Regions from separate parts of the Capra hircus genome. Here region 1 is linked to region 2. The links are chromatin contacts, called in public Hi-C maps. All regions are on one chromosome and are shown on one strand. Each heading gives the region's core, a stretch centred on a gene start, on an enhancer-like site or on the middle of the called end of the contact. The rest is flanking DNA. Distances are from core to core; before and after follow the strand shown.

Region 1 (7,573 bases), core at 4,443-6,942, 170 kb after region 2:
TTTCTCCAGCAAGATGTACAGAATCTGAATGTTAAACAGGAATGCAATGACAGATTGAGGCGTTCTCACTTTCTCTTAAGTAGATGGAAACTGCTAATAATTCTCTTCTTATATATTATGTAAAATCAGTCAGACTTTGCCTGTCTTTACATTCCGTCCCTATTTTTCTCTCATAAAATCAACAGTAATAACAGTACTATTAATAACAGTACCTATTGGAGTTTCAGCTTCAACATCAGTCCTTCCAATGAACACCCAGGACTGATCTCCTTTAGGATGGACTGGCTGGATCTCCTTGCAGTCCAAGGGACTCTCAAGAATCTTCTCCAACATCACAGTTCAAAAGCATCAATTCTTCAGTGCTCAGCTTTCTTCACAGTCCAACTCTCACATCCATACATGACCACTGGAAAAACCATAGCCTTAACTAGACTGACCTTTGTTGACAAAATAACGTCTCTGCTTTTTAATACGCAGTCTAGGTTGGTCATAACTTTCCTTCCAAGGAGTAAGCGTCTTTTAATTTCATGGCTGCGATCACCATCTGCAGTGATTTAGGAGCCCCCAAAAATAAAGTCAGCCACTGTTTCCACTGTTTCCCCATCTATTTCCCATGAAGTGATGGGACCAGATGCCATGATCTTCGTTTTATGAATGTTGAGCTTTAAGCCAGCTTTTTCACTCTCCTCTTTCACTTTCATCAAAAGGCTCTTTAGTTCTTCTTCACTTTCTGCCATAAGGGTGGTGTCATCTGCATATCTGAGGTTATTGATATTTCTCCCAGCAGTCTTGATTCCAGCTTGTGCTTCACCCAGTCCAGCATTTCTCATGATGTACTCTGCATAGAAGTTAAATAAGCAGGGTGACAAGATATAGCCTTGACGTACTCCTTTTCCTATTTGGAACCAGTCTGCTGTTCCATGTCCAGTTCTAACTGTTGCTTCTTGACCTACATACGGGTTTCTCAAGAGGCAGGTCAGGTGGTCTGGTATTCCCATCTCTTTCAGAATTTTCCACAGTTTATTGTGATCCACACACTCAAAGGACTTGGCATAGTCAATAAAGCAGAAATAGATGTTTTTCTGGAACTCTCTTGCTTTTTCGATGATCCAGCGAATGTTGGCAATTTGATCTCTAGTTCCTCTGCCTTTTCTAAAACCAGCTTGAATATCTGGAAGTGTTCATTGGAAGGACTGATGTTGAAGCTGAAACTCCAATATTTTGGCCACCTGATGTGAAGAGCTGACTCATTTGAAAAGACCCTAATGTTGGGAAAGATTGAAGGCAGGAGGAGAAGGGGACGACAGAGGATGAGAGGGTTAGATGGCATCACCGACTCAATGGACATGAGTCTGGGTAAACTCCGGGAGTTGGTGATAGACAGGGAGGCCTGGTGTGCTGCAGTTCATGGGGTTGCAAAGAGTCAGACACAACTGAGTGGCTGAACTGAACAATGTTTGGAGCACTAAGATGTGCTGGACTGTGCTAAGTACTTGTATGCACTGCCTTATTTAACCTTTTCCACAGTCCTATTTTATTATCCCCATTGTATAGATGAGAAAATAGAGGACTGCATGGAGACATTCAATAACTGTCCAGAGGTTTTTTTTTTTTTTTTTTTTAAGATAGAGACAGCAAAGACTATGACACTCAAATCCCTGCCTGTCAGATTCCAAAGTCCTATCCTCTGTCACTTACATCCTAACTCCTTTAAGGAAGCAGCAGGTGAGAGTCCTGGGCCCTGGGAGCTGAGCTAAAAGGGATAGTGATCTGCAGAGGAGGGAGCTGAGAGCCCGTTACTGATGTCATAGCATCCAAAATTGTCCATCATGCTTGGAGTTCCAGTGCTCCACAAGCATCATCTCATTTGATGCTGACTGTGGTCCCATGAGTCAGGCATTATTTTTCACCAAGCTCTGCCACCCCATGCTGCTGCTGCTGCTGCTAAGTCACTTCAGTAGTGTGTGACTCTGTGCGACCCCATAGACAGCAGCCCACCAGGCTCCCCCGTCCAAACTGAGGGTCAGAGGAGAAGTGATTTGTTCAAGGCCACGATGCTGATAAGTGGAGGTAGAATGTGGTTTTGAATTCTCAAACCTACACTCATCTTACTATACCCTCTGTCTTTCAGCAACCCTTGAGTTAGGCCTTTTGAAACAACATGAGGAATGGAGCCAGGCTCTTTGGCTCTTTGCTTATTCAGTGGCCAATAGTTTGGAAACTATGCTGAGTAGATAAAAGTATGGGCTCTAGAATCAAATTCCCAGAGTCAGAATCCCAGCTCTTTCACTTACAAGTTACATGATTTTGGCAAGCCACTGCACTTCAGTTTCCTCATCTAATAAGAAGAGCACCCACTTTGAAGGTCACTGTGAATGAGGTTGGGGCTTCCCTGGTAGCTCAGAGGTTAAAGCATTTGCCTGCAATGTGAGACACCTGGGTTCAATCCCTGGGTCAGGAAGATCCCCAGGAAAAGGAAATGGCAACCCACTCCAGTATTCTTGCCTGGAGAATCCCATGGACGGAGGAGCCTGGTGGGCTACGGTCTACGGGGTCACAAAGAGTCAGACATGACTGAGCAACTTCACTTCACAGTGACCTTCAAAGTGACATGAATGAGGTATGTGAAAGGAGCTTAGGATCATGCTTGGCTATCAACAAATGGAAGTTATTATTGCTACTTAGCCATTTTGCTTAGCACCCAACAACTGTATTGACAGAGAAATTTTCAGCTAATATACGTTACATTTGCCTGCCAAAGGCAAGCCCTCCAGACTTCTCTGCCATGGCTTGAGTTCTTCCCAAGAGCAGACTCTGGGGCAAAGATTCAAGTTGCAAGTAGTTGATGGGGGTGGTGATTCCAGAAAGTTCTTTGAGAGAGTAGGGAAAGTGAGACAAGAAAGGAAACAAGTCAACAATGGGAGTTAGTGAGCCTCTCACCACTGGTTGGGGGGATGGGGGCTCTATCCTACTGGGTTCCTCCATGGACCTAGGTACACAGACCCCAAGAGTAAAGGTTGCTCCTGGGGCATTCTGTCCCTGTAGACCTCAGGGCTAAACATGCTCCAGGAGCCAGGGCATACCTCCAGGCAACAAGCAACAGAAAGCTGCTGTAAGTGAGGACCACATTGTAGATGACCCTGGGGCAGGCCAGGAACATATGGGTGGGGCCGTACTTATCAGCTTTACTGTAATCACTCAGTGTTGCTAATACTCTAGGGGTATCTTTTTTTTTCCCTCAAATACATTTGCCAAACAGTCTCTTTGTTTGCTCTGGATCTAGTTTTGAAAAGCAAAGTTTCCTCTTTGAACTACAAGTGCCTGCTTTGAAGCATCTTTAGAAATTATAGATAATCAAGGCCCCCTTACTGTGGAAAATTCTTAAAGAGATGGGAATACCAGACCACCTGACCTGCCTCTTGAGAAGTCTGTATGCAGGTCAGGAAGCAACAGTTAGAACTGGACATGGAACAACAGACTGGTTCCAAATAGGAAAAGGAGTACGTCAAGGATGTATATTGTCACCATGCTTATTTAACTTCTATGCAGAGTACATCATGAGAAACGCTGGACTGGAAGAAACACAAGCTGGAATCAAGATTGCCAGAAGAAATATCAATAACCTCAGATATGCAGATGACACCACCCTTATGGCAGAAAGTGAAGAGGAACTCAAAAGCCTCTTGATGAAAGTGAAAGAGGAGAGTGAAAAAGTCGGCTTAAAGCTCAACATTCATAAAATGAAGATCATGGCACCCGGTCCCATCACTTCATGGGAAATAGATGGGGAAACAGTGGAAACAGTGTCAGACTTTATTTTGGGGGGTTCCAAAATCACTGGAGATGGTGACTGCAGCCATGAAATTAAAAGACGCTTACTCCTAGGAAGAAAAGTTATGACCAACCTAGATAGTATATTCAAAAGCAGAGACGTTACTTTGCCGACTAAGGTCTGTCTAGTGAAGGCTATGGTTTTTCCTGTGGTCATGTATGGATGTGAGAGTTGGACTGTGAAGAAGGCTGAGCGCCAAAGAATGGATGCTTTTGAACTGTGGTATTGGAGAAGACTCTTGAGAGTCCCTTGGACTGCAAGGAGATCCAACCAGCCCATTCTGAAGGAGATCAGCCCTGGGATTTCTTTGGAAGAAATGATGCTGAAGCTGAAGCTCCAGTACTTTGGCCACCTCATGTGAAGAGTTGACTCATTGGAAAAGACTCTGATGCTGGGAGGGATTGGGGGCAGGAGGAGAAGGGGACGACAGAGGATGAGATGGCTGGATGGCATCACCGACTCGATGGACGTGAGTCTGAGTGAACTCCGGGAGTTGGTGATGGACAGGGAGGCCTGGCATGCTGTGATTCATTGGGTCACAAAGAGTCGGACCCAACTGAGCGACTGAACTGAACTAAAGCTTCCATACTCACGACAGTCCAGCTCACCTCTGCCTTCTAGTTTACAGAATACTTTTGCACATGTGCTCTCATTTAATCCTCACAGTAAGCAGTGAGGTAGGTGATAGTCCTCCAAAGCAATCCCAGAGTTGTCAATCCTCCTACCAGGGATTAGAAACAGGTTAGTGGTTTCAGCTGACACACTCCTCCTCAACATCTGATTTCAGGTTTCTAAGTTTTAACAGTTCCCACCTCTCCCCACACCTGGTCCTAGGGGTGGGGGCTGCTCCTGCAGTTGCTGACCCTGTAATACCTTAGTGCACTCTTTTTGCCTTTTCTGTTACCTAGATAACAACTTTACACTTAGTTCCAATCATTAGATGACCCTCTCTGTTTAAATAACTGATGTTTCTGTCTCTTTGCCAATCCCTGATGCCCCTCTTAATGACAGCTGGAGAACTGGAGTATCTCAGGGGACAGAGTGGGGTAAAGAGTCCACGAGGCCTCTGGGGAGAAATGCTGGAAGATTTTCAGAGTAGTTCCTCTTTCTGAATCATGGAGCTCTGTGAAAGACTGATGAAAACAATGCGCTTTCTTCTCTGGAAACTGTAAGTATCTGTCAACACACCCCCCCACCTCCAACCCTCACACACAATCCCACACCCAGTTGCAGGGGTTGTGTGTGCTTGTGTGTGTGCGTGCTCAGTCACTTTGGTTGTGTCTCTTTGCGACCCCATGGACTGTAGCCCACCAGGATCCTCTGTCCATGGGATTCTCCAGGCAAGAATACTGGAGTGGGTGGCCATTTCCTCCTCCAGGAGGTCTTCCCAACCCAGAGATGGAACCCGGGTCTCCTGCATTGTAGGCAGGTTCCTTACCACTAGCGCCCCTTTACAGGGGTTGTGTGTTAGTCACTCAGTTGTATACGACTCAGAGTGACCCCATGTGGACCCCAAATCTCAGGTTCATAATTCCTGTGGTAGAATGCTGGCCAGGTTGAGTCTCTCTCATGGAGAAAATCTGGTTGGCTCTCAGAGGCTGTTGCCTCAGAAAAGTCAAACAAAAGGACCGTCAGTACTGGGTTGCCAAGGAGCTGTCCTAGATTTTCAAACTCCCTGAATTTGAGATAAATATCCCGACTGTGAACCTGCCAACCATCCCGGATCTGTAGTTCTTTTGCATCTGAAGCTTTAGAACTGTATCTTTTTCAGTAGCAATTATTTTACTTATGGGGGTTTAGCCAACAAGAATGGAGCACTCTGAGGCAGAGCCTTGTTTGGGGGCTCTCCTCCCTGAAGGCCCTGCCTGGCTGACCCAGCCAGGCCCCAGTAGCTCTGCGCCCTTCAGTGGCCTGCTACTGTGGAGACCTCCTGGAGAGAAAGGCGAGTCGCCACCTCCTGGGCGGCTCTATTATTGCATGTCAAGTTTGCGGAAAGCAATTGTTCACTCAGTTGTGTCCGACTCTTTGGGACCCCATGGACCGTAGCAGGTCAGGCTTCCCTGTCCTTCACTGTCTCCCAGAGTTTGCTCAAACTACGTCCGTTGAGTCAGTGATGCCATCCAACCACCTCGTCCTCTGTTGCCCCTTCTCCTTTTACCTTCAATTTTTCCCAGCATCAGGGTCTTTTCCAACGAGTTACCTCTTGGTATCTGGTAGCCAAAGTATTGGAGCTTCAGCTTCAGCATCAGTCCTTCCAATGAATATTCACAGTTGATTTCCTTTAAGATTGACTGGTTTGATCTTTTTGCTCTCCAAGAGACTCTCAAGAATCTTTTCCAGCACCACAGTTCAAAAGCATTAATTCTTTGGCACTCAGCCTTAAAAAGAAATTGGTGGTGTTAAATTTCTAAGGACAACAACTTCCCTTTTACTGCGAGTTGGTTATCTGGATATGTTTTATAGATAATTATGTCCTAGGCCATTAAAGGGGAGAACACAGAGACTGAGAAAAATTACTACCTTTGAGCCTCAGTTTTTCGTCTCTAAGACAAGGCTGGCTGTTATCTTAATGCTCAGAAGCCTGTCACCAGTTTTTCCTTTCTCCATTAAACTGCCTTGTTGAGCTTTCCACATTAGAAGGCAGTACCTCAGAGTGGAATAAAATTCGTCCCCACATCACTAACACAATTAGATAGCTACCACATACCCCTGCAAATCTGTCTTATGTATATTGCTTATTAGTTGCATGTTATCTTTTAAGCTATCTAGACATTGCTCCAGATATAGACTGATTTTTTTTTCTCTATTGATTAAGAAAGTCTCTTTTGTTTCATAAATTCATTCATTCTGCAAAATGATGCATACATTGACCGCATTTTTAGTGAGTGAGCACTGTTTTCCAGGCATTAGAGATGCAGCCGCAGACAGACACAAACCTCTCCCTTGTGGAGATTCTCATCTAAGGCAGGAGACAGACAACAAATACAACATATGAAATATGTAGTGTGTCAACTGAAAAAGGATGTGGGTTAAGAGCAGTTATTTGTTTTGCTTTTTTTTTAAGTAGGAGAAATTACAGTGTGTTTGTCTGTTGATGGGAATGATCCTAATAAGGGATGATGATGATAGCGAGAAGAAGGGGTGTTAGTGGCACAATGCCCTTGAGAAGGTGAGAGGGGATGGGATCCGGTGCAGAAGTGGAAAGGATGTATCAAAAACTGATTGAGCCCCTGTCGGGTGTCAGAACTTGGACCGGTGCTGGAGACAACAGCAAAGAAAACAGACTTCCTGGAGAATTCGTCCCAGCCTTCCTGGAGATTTCATTCTAATTAGGGCAATGGACAGTAAAAAGGCAAACAAATGAATGGATCCGTGGTACCCATGGAGTGGGTGAGTGCCATCTGACGTAAGCACAGTGGTCGTGGAGGTCCCGTTTGAGGCGTGAGAGTTGAGCTGAGCCCTAAAGCATGATAGGGGCTTCCCTGGAGGCTCAGTGGTAAAGAATCCTCCTCTAATGTGAGAGACATGGGTTTGATCCCTAGGTCAGGAAGATACCCTGGAAAAGCAAATGCCAACCGAATCCCATATTCTTGCCTGGAGAATCCCATGGACAGAGGATCGTGGTGGCTACAGTCCATGGGGTCTCAAAGAGTCAGACACAACTTAGTGGCTAAAAAAAAAACAACAAAGCATCATAGGGCACTATCCACATGAAAAATCTGAGGGACGAGTATTCCACAC
Region 2 (7,638 bases), core at 1,352-3,851:
ACTTCAGCATAACTCTATAGTGCTGCAAATCTCTCTCCTATAAAGTTTTCTATATGATGCATTCTTTAAAAGAAATATGCATAAAAACAAAAGTTAATCAAGAAAATAAATATGCACTTATCCCCAAGAATAACAAGGGAGCAAAAAAACTGCAATTAAACCTTGTCTGCAGTTTCTAAAGAGAACCAAGCCAAAGTTCAATCAGTTACATGTGATGAGTTTAACTGTAAACTGAGAGAAAACTTTTGTCGAAATTTAGTCTGCGTTACTTGAGGTTTGGGTGTTTTCTACAGGAGATTCTGGCTTGCCTAGGTCCACACTCTTGAACTGGATTAAGTCAACTGTAAACTAACTCAAACATGGGAATAAGAAATAACACCCTGCTCTATCCAAGGCCTCACTCAAACGCTAAAGCTCGCCAGGGATAAATTCTAACCATGACACTGCCATTTAACTTAAATACACTGCGTCTCTGACGTTATGTGTAGCTGAAGATTGCAATCCCCACTGTGAGGAAAAAAAAAAAAACAAAACAGGTGCTGCACACGACAGCCCACTCACTCTTGCAGGACAAACCTCCTTTAACTGGAGGTTAAATAAATAAATATTTAGGAACTCATTTAACCTTCCCAAATAAGTTTGGAGCTCTAAAGCAGCCAGCTCATCATTTCCACGTCAAACGAGGGTGCAGCGGCACTCGAGCCGTGAAACTGCCCTGGCACTGGCCCCTCGCCGGGAGCGGATCTTTGCACGGGTCCATTCCCCGATTTCCCGGAGAACCCCTCAGGAAAGCCCTTAAAGCACAAGCATGCTCCTCCCCACAGTCTGTGACACCAGGGAGCGAGTTGCTGGAGAAAGGGCAGGTAAGAGCAGAGGAGACGAGGGACACCTCCCACCCCTGCCCCCATCTCCTTTCCTCGGTTTCGGCCCCTGCCCTAACCAAGGATGCGCGACGCCGAGGGCAGCAGCCGAGCCGCTCCACGCCCCGGCCGAGGCAGCAGGCGTCCCTAGTCCCCTGCCCGCGGCCCCCACCCCCCCGCACCCCCGCGGCCGCGCAAAGGCACCCATCAGAGGATCCCGGGGGCTCCCTCCCCACTTTCCCCGGAGCCGCTGCATAAGCAGCAGCAGTGGCAGCAAAAGGCCCGGGGGTCTCCTCGGGGGAAAGAGAGCTGCGACGGCCGGCAGGCACCTCCCCGGAGCCTCCTGAGATCCCGCGCTTGCCCACCTCCAGACCCCGGGGCGCGCGGGGCCCGGCTCCCAAACGCCCCCTTACCCGAGGCGGGAGCAGAGGCGGTCTCCGCCGTTCCCCAGCAGCCGCCGCCGCTACAGCCCGCAGCAGCAGCTGCCCCGCGCTGGGGAAGTGGGAGGGGTGGCTGGGTGGAGGATGCTACTCCCTACTGAAGGGAGAGGAAGAAACGGAAACAGGAACCGCCGCCGTCGCTGCTTAACGGAGCCTTCGGCGCCACTGACTGAGGGAAAGCGCGAGGCGGCGCGAGCCAGGCAGTCGCTGACAGCGCGAGACCGAGCGCGAGCCGGGTCCCGGGCGCGCGACCCCGAGCAGCGCCGGCCCCATTCCGCGAGGAGAGGAAGGGGACGGGTCGGCCGGGGGGCGGGGAGGGGCGGGGGCCTGGAGCGAGGAGAACAGGGCTACTCGGGTCTACCGGAGATAACACGCGCACGCGCCTGAGCGGCTCTGACCGCGAGCGCAGGCGGGGAAGCCTCAGCTAGCGCAAGCGTGCCCGCGCGAATGGGAGCGCGCGCCCCCTCAGCGTCCCAAGCTTCTGGGAGAAGGCGCGCATGCGCTGGCCACTGCCTCCTACGGCGACCCCCGCCTGTGCCAGGGTTTCTCCCCGCCCCCTTCTCGCCGCGCCCGTGGACCGCGTAGCCGCAGCGTCCGACTGCCTGGCTGAGCCACAGCGGGACGGGGAGACTTCTAGCAGGGGCAGCAGGGTGTGCGCACGGGCGCCGACTCCGACGCGAGTGTAGGCCGCCCTCTACCGCTTGAAGGCCAGAGGCTGAAGGAGACGCGAGCCGAGCCGGGCTTCCCCACTCCCGGGAGCGCCACCTCCGGGGAATGCCGTATTCTCAACCGCCGGGAAACGGATCGGCCCGTGCCAGATCAGCCCGCGGCCCTTAAGTACCACTGGTACTGGAGATATGAAGCAGGCTCCTTGCTACTTTTTAGGAGTGATCGCTGCTGCTCAGCCCCCGTAGCGCAGGTCTGGCCGCTCCGCTGCAGCTTGCAAAGCACGATCATAGAATGGCATCGCACTCCCATGCGAATAGCGAAGCCCGGTTTAATCTTTTGAGAGCTGGTCATTCGCCTGGACAGAAAGACCCCTCCCCCATGAGAGCCTGGGTTCGGTGCCTGGCCTCTCCCCCCGACCCGCGGCTGCAACAACCCCTCCAAGGCGGAAGTTTATTCAGTACGGGAAAGAGAACATGGGGCGAAGGAGGCAGCTTTTCCCTAGGATGCTTCCTACCCGGCTCGGACTCGGGAAAATTCCTGGCGCCCGCGATGCAGAGCAGTGGGCCGAAGAGCTAGCCCAGTCCAGCCCTGACGGCGAGCTGAGCCGGAGGAGCTGAGCGCGCCGCCCAGGCACACAAAGTAGTCGCGAGCCGAGGCGGGGTGGGGGGGGGGGTGCTACGGAGGCCAATCAGAGACACGAACCGCGTGAGTGGAGTGCGGGTCAGCCAATCGGAGGGCGGGAGGATGAGCTTCCCGTACCGAACTCTTCCCTGTAGCCTCCGGACCCAGATCCTAAGCCTGGGTGCAATACCTTGAGAAAGCGAAATGGTGCCCGTAAAGACAAGAATGACTTCTCTAGACTTGGATATTTTTAAGTACATGCCTTGGGAACCTATCACAGAGAGAAGATCGGCGGCCTTTTAGATGCCAAGTATGAAAGGATCACAGAAAAGAGATTTAAGAGGCTGCCAAGACTGCAATCTGCCTAATAATAAATTTACAATATTTGTTGACACCTTTTTAGAGTCCAGAAACTGTATTACAGAAATACAAATAAGATTCTGCTAATTCAAAAATAAAAAAAGTTCCCTGCCCTCAAGAAGTTTAGTTTCCTCTGAAAGAGGTTTGCTGGACCTTGCGGTTGGTTTTTATCATCAGCCCTTTAAAGAAAAAGCTCTCAGTGAAGTGGTAGTTTCCAGTCATTTTTATGATTGTCTCCCTGTAAGAAGAGAAATTTGAGAGAAAAGTAGAGTGACTGATCTAAGGTTACACAAAAATATATACTGGCAGAGCCAGAACTATATTCTAGCTTAGCGTTTATATTCCATCATTCAACCATCATTTATCCTATGCGTGGTTGCTATCGCTCACTGCAGAGGTTTCTGCGCTAAGTTAATAAACTGAACAAAAGTCTGCTATAATGGCTACATACCTCAGTTGGAACTGAACAGAAATTTTAGATTTATGCCATAGTAAGATAGATTAAAGGCCAAAGTTTTAACAGTCAAACTCTAGGTACTTCTTAGAAATCAGAGGCGAGGTGGATATCTGCTTTCTTAATTTAAACAGTACTTTTTAACAATACTTTAGCAAGCATGTTTAACTTTAAGATCTCCAGTTTCAAAGCTTTCCTTTACATTTGCCTCAAAACTCCTGGGTTTTTTAATATTGCCTTCATTTTTCCTTTCCAAAAGCCTAGGAAGTGAAATACTTATATTCTCTACCTCTTTCTGCTCAAAGAAAAAAAAAAAAGAAATCTGTCCAAAGAATGTTTGTCTGGAATTTCTTGCACATTTATAGGCTGGTTCTTGTCTTCTTGTTGTTTAGTGGCTAAATCATGTCCAACTCTTTTGTAACCCCATGGATTCTAGCCCACCAGGCCCACTAGGCTCCTCTTTTCACAGCATTTCCCGGGGAAGAATACTGGAGTGGGTTGCCATTTCCTTCTCCAGGGGATCTTCCCCACCCAGGGACTGAACCCACCTCTTCCGAAACCCAAACCAGATAATTTGCTGTCTGTAAAATAAATATACTCAGAAACTAGTCCTTTAACAATTTGGATTACATTCTGTTGAGTCAATGTACATCTCAGTCACTGACAGAACACAGCCCTTTCCAGGACATGTCCAGCGTTTAGTGGCCACCATATCAGTTAAACAACTGATTTTTGAGAACCAATCTTTACACATTAAGGTCTGGGCCAGTAATGAATTTCAAGAAAATTCCCAACAGTTCCAGCTTTTAAAAAACACATTTCATTTACTGTTACAAAAGAGGTTACTACTGAAACTCTGCCTTCTTGCTGGGTTAAATTTCTGACAGAAAAAAAAATCCCCAAAAGATTCTAAACATCTCTGGCTACCAAAGACATCTCTGTCAAAGGCTGATTTCTCCAGAAGCTCCAGTCTCCCTCTATGCTTCTGGACCCTCCATCTCTTCTTACTCCATCTGCCTCTCATCATGCCTGGTGTCTGATATTTGCTCGAGCAGGTAGAATTGCTCCACAACCCCCACGGCTCTGTCACCAGCGAGGCGTTAGGCCTATCTTTGCTTATCTGAAAACTTACAGGCAAGTTCTGCTCAACAAAACACTGTACAGAACATTCTTTATGAGATGTTTTACTAAGAACTAATAGAACCTTGTCCATACTTTATATTCTTTCTCACAGCCTAGATTAAATTCTTTCATCAACCAGAACTTGTGGGGTCTTGCAGGTGAGGTGAAGCGGAGTCAACCATTAGACAATAGAAAAGATCAAAATGAAAGTTAGTGAGTACATGAGAAGCTATTGTATCACGAGATTAGCTAGATCAAAGTTAATGAGTTTGAATACCATCACATTTCCAAAATCCTGAACTTTCATGTAAGAGCTAGTTTGAAATTGACTACCATTTCATTAATGGCAATAATAAAAATAATAGACAAGTTATAATATTGCTGAGTGCCAGGTCCCATGATAAACTGTTTATCTCCATTATTTAACTTTAAAATCATCCCTTTGAGGTGGGCCCCTTATTACAGTGGTGGGAGAGATCAGAGAGAAAGGTTGAGGAGACTCTCAGGAGGTTCAGAGCAACTACTTACCAAACAGTTTAGAAAATTTTCCATCTTTACCAATGTGGACCAACTGAGTATTAGTCCTGAAAACTTTCTTATAAATTTTTTAAAAATTTAAACAAAATTTTAACCTTGTTTTCTAATTGTTATTCTAGCTACATTTTACTCAGAGGATTCCATTTTACAGCAAATCATCCAAAAGACAGCACTGTTGCTGCTACATGCAAGAAGGTGTGACCTTGAGATAATCATTTTACCCGTTTGGGCCTTAGTTTTCTCATCTGCAAAATAAAAAAGTTGGACTAGATAAACTTTAGTTGTTTGTCAGTTCTAAAACAATACATCTAGCTAGCTTGACACCCCATTGGCAGGAACTACAACAATAAAATATGGAAAAATTGTCCATACTTTCAAATCCAATAACATTTTAAGTCACTTTTAAGCCATAGAAATTCCAACTACATCCACTCATTAAAGAGCCAAAGTCAATCTTTCCAATCAAAAGAATAAATGAAGCGATTGATTTAAACACCAATGAAATTAGCCAAACTATCCTTCCCTATGACTTGCCTCCATGGCTGAAATTTCTTTCTTCTCCATTAAGGTAAAATGTCAGGTTGTTCACACTGTTGGTTTCTTATTCAGCATCTACTCTTGTTCTCTCCTTATTATAGAGTTCCATGTTTTTGTTTTTATCTGTTTGTTTTTTAGATAACCATCCAACCTCCAGCTACAGAAGGGCAATTTAATTAGTCTGAGTCAATCTGTCTCTCCAGTCATATACAATTCTTGTAGTTGGCTGGACCATGTGACTAATTAAAGTCACTAGCCAAGAGTCGGACACGACTGAGCAACTTCACTTTCACTTTTCACTTTCATGCACTGTAGAAGGAAATGGCAACCCACTCCAGTATTCTTGCCTGGAGAATCCCAGGGACACAGGAGCCTGGTGGGCTGCCGTCTATAGGATCGCACAGAGTCGGAGAGGACTGAAGCAACTTAGCAGCAGCAGCAGTCTATAGTGGGTTGTGGATAGAAGTGATATGTATCACTTCCAGGTAGAACACTTAATTGCAAGTATAAGTCCAAACTCTTCCCCAGTGTCAAGACCAGTATTGTTGAAGATGATAAAGCCTTAGTTAACTTAGCTCCCTAAGAAAGGACAATGTGGAACAGCCCACCTCCTTCCTTCATCAAGTCAGGATGGATATATAGTTTGAGTAAAGGCTACACCTTTGTTTAAGCTACTGAGATTTGGTTTTGTTTTTTGTTTTTTTTACTGCAGTGTGACCTAGACTCTAAGTTATGCCAGATCCTAGACTATTCTAATTATTAGACCTGAAAACTGTGTGAAAGTGAAAGTGAAGTCGCTCAGTCGTGTCCCTGGGCTGTAGCCCACCAGGCTCCTTCCTCCATGGGATTCTCCAGGGGACCTCTACTGGAGTGGGTTGCCATTTCCTTCTCCAGGGGACCTTCCCGACCCAGGGATCGAACCTGGGTCTCCTGCATTGCAGGCAGACGCTTTAATCTCTGAGCCACCAGTGGTCCTGGGGTAAATGGACCCAATCAGAAGGATTTTTAGCCCATGCTTTGGAGAGAAGATTCTCTCCTTTCTACCAGGTATGAGCAAATCAGCCTATAACCCAAATTGCCACTGGCAGCAATCTAATAGCCGTAAGAGGGACTAACTTCGAATGAAGCTGACCAACTAAGAATGGCAAACAGAGAGCAGAACCTTGAAGATACAGCTGAGCTGATGGTTATATCGCTTCTGAAGGCTAATCTTCTCTGGACTTCTAAATCTGCAAAATAATAATTTTGTTTGTTTGTCCAAAATACTATAAGCAGAAAATACATCTTTAATATTTTTAATTTCATCACAGCTCCTAACACAGATCTATCTGAGGAAACATTCAAAAATATTGAATGAAATAAAATTTATGATAAATATAATAGCTATTGTCTTCAGAAATAAAATATTACCTGCATTAACAAAGGGAAAAACGTTATTTGAATCAACTCAATCTTTTTACAGGTGAAGAGATTTAGACTCAGATATGTTACAAGACTGATGAAGTTCACATAGCATTGTTATGGCAGAACCAAAGGGGAAAAAAAAACTAATAATCACTTCATCAAAAATGACCATAGTTTTCAACTCAAGATGGAGAAGTAATAGACAGTAGATTACCCTAGTAGTTAAAAACGTGGAAGTTAAGACAACTGTAGCTTACTTATTAGCTGGATGATCTTGAACATGGTATTTAACCTCCTTGATCCCTGGTTTTTCCATCTATAAAAGAGGTTAACAATCTCTAGCTCATAGAGTAGTGAGAAATAAACAACTCAACATGTAAAAAGCACTGAAGAAAGTGCCAGACACATAGTAAACTTTCTATATATTACAGCCATATCAAAAGTTGTGTGTGTGTGTGTGTGTGTGTGTGTGTGTGTGTGTGTTAGTCATTCAGTCATGGCTGACCCTATGCAGTCCGACCCCACAGACTGCAGCCCTCCAGGCTCCCCTGTCCATGGAATTCTCCAGGCAAGAATACTGGAGGGGGTTGCCATTGTTTATTCATTGTTAAATTAACTTTTGTTTTCATTAGGA

What was found. A called contact is a pair of places that touch in the nucleus more often than the background predicts.
Region 1: a contact with region 2 is called in a Hi-C map of blood, with 2.7 times the contacts expected there. The contact joins the enhancer-like site here to the promoter of FUT8 in region 2. A contact is called at or near these places in 2 of 5 Hi-C or Micro-C datasets (both in blood).

What each region holds. Positions count from the first base shown.
Region 1 is chr10:25,789,194-25,796,766 of ARS1.2, forward strand. No RefSeq gene overlaps it. Among named protein-coding and RNA genes, the nearest start is that of MAX, 110 kb to the right of the region's middle. Within about 2 kb of position 5,693, at least 1 of the 5 cell types and tissues checked has an H3K27ac peak or open chromatin away from gene starts, as enhancers often do.
Region 2 is chr10:25,627,093-25,634,730 of ARS1.2, forward strand. FUT8 (alpha-(1,6)-fucosyltransferase) reads right to left here and starts at 2,602. Exons shown (of 12, transcript XM_005685985.3): 1 at 2,484-2,602.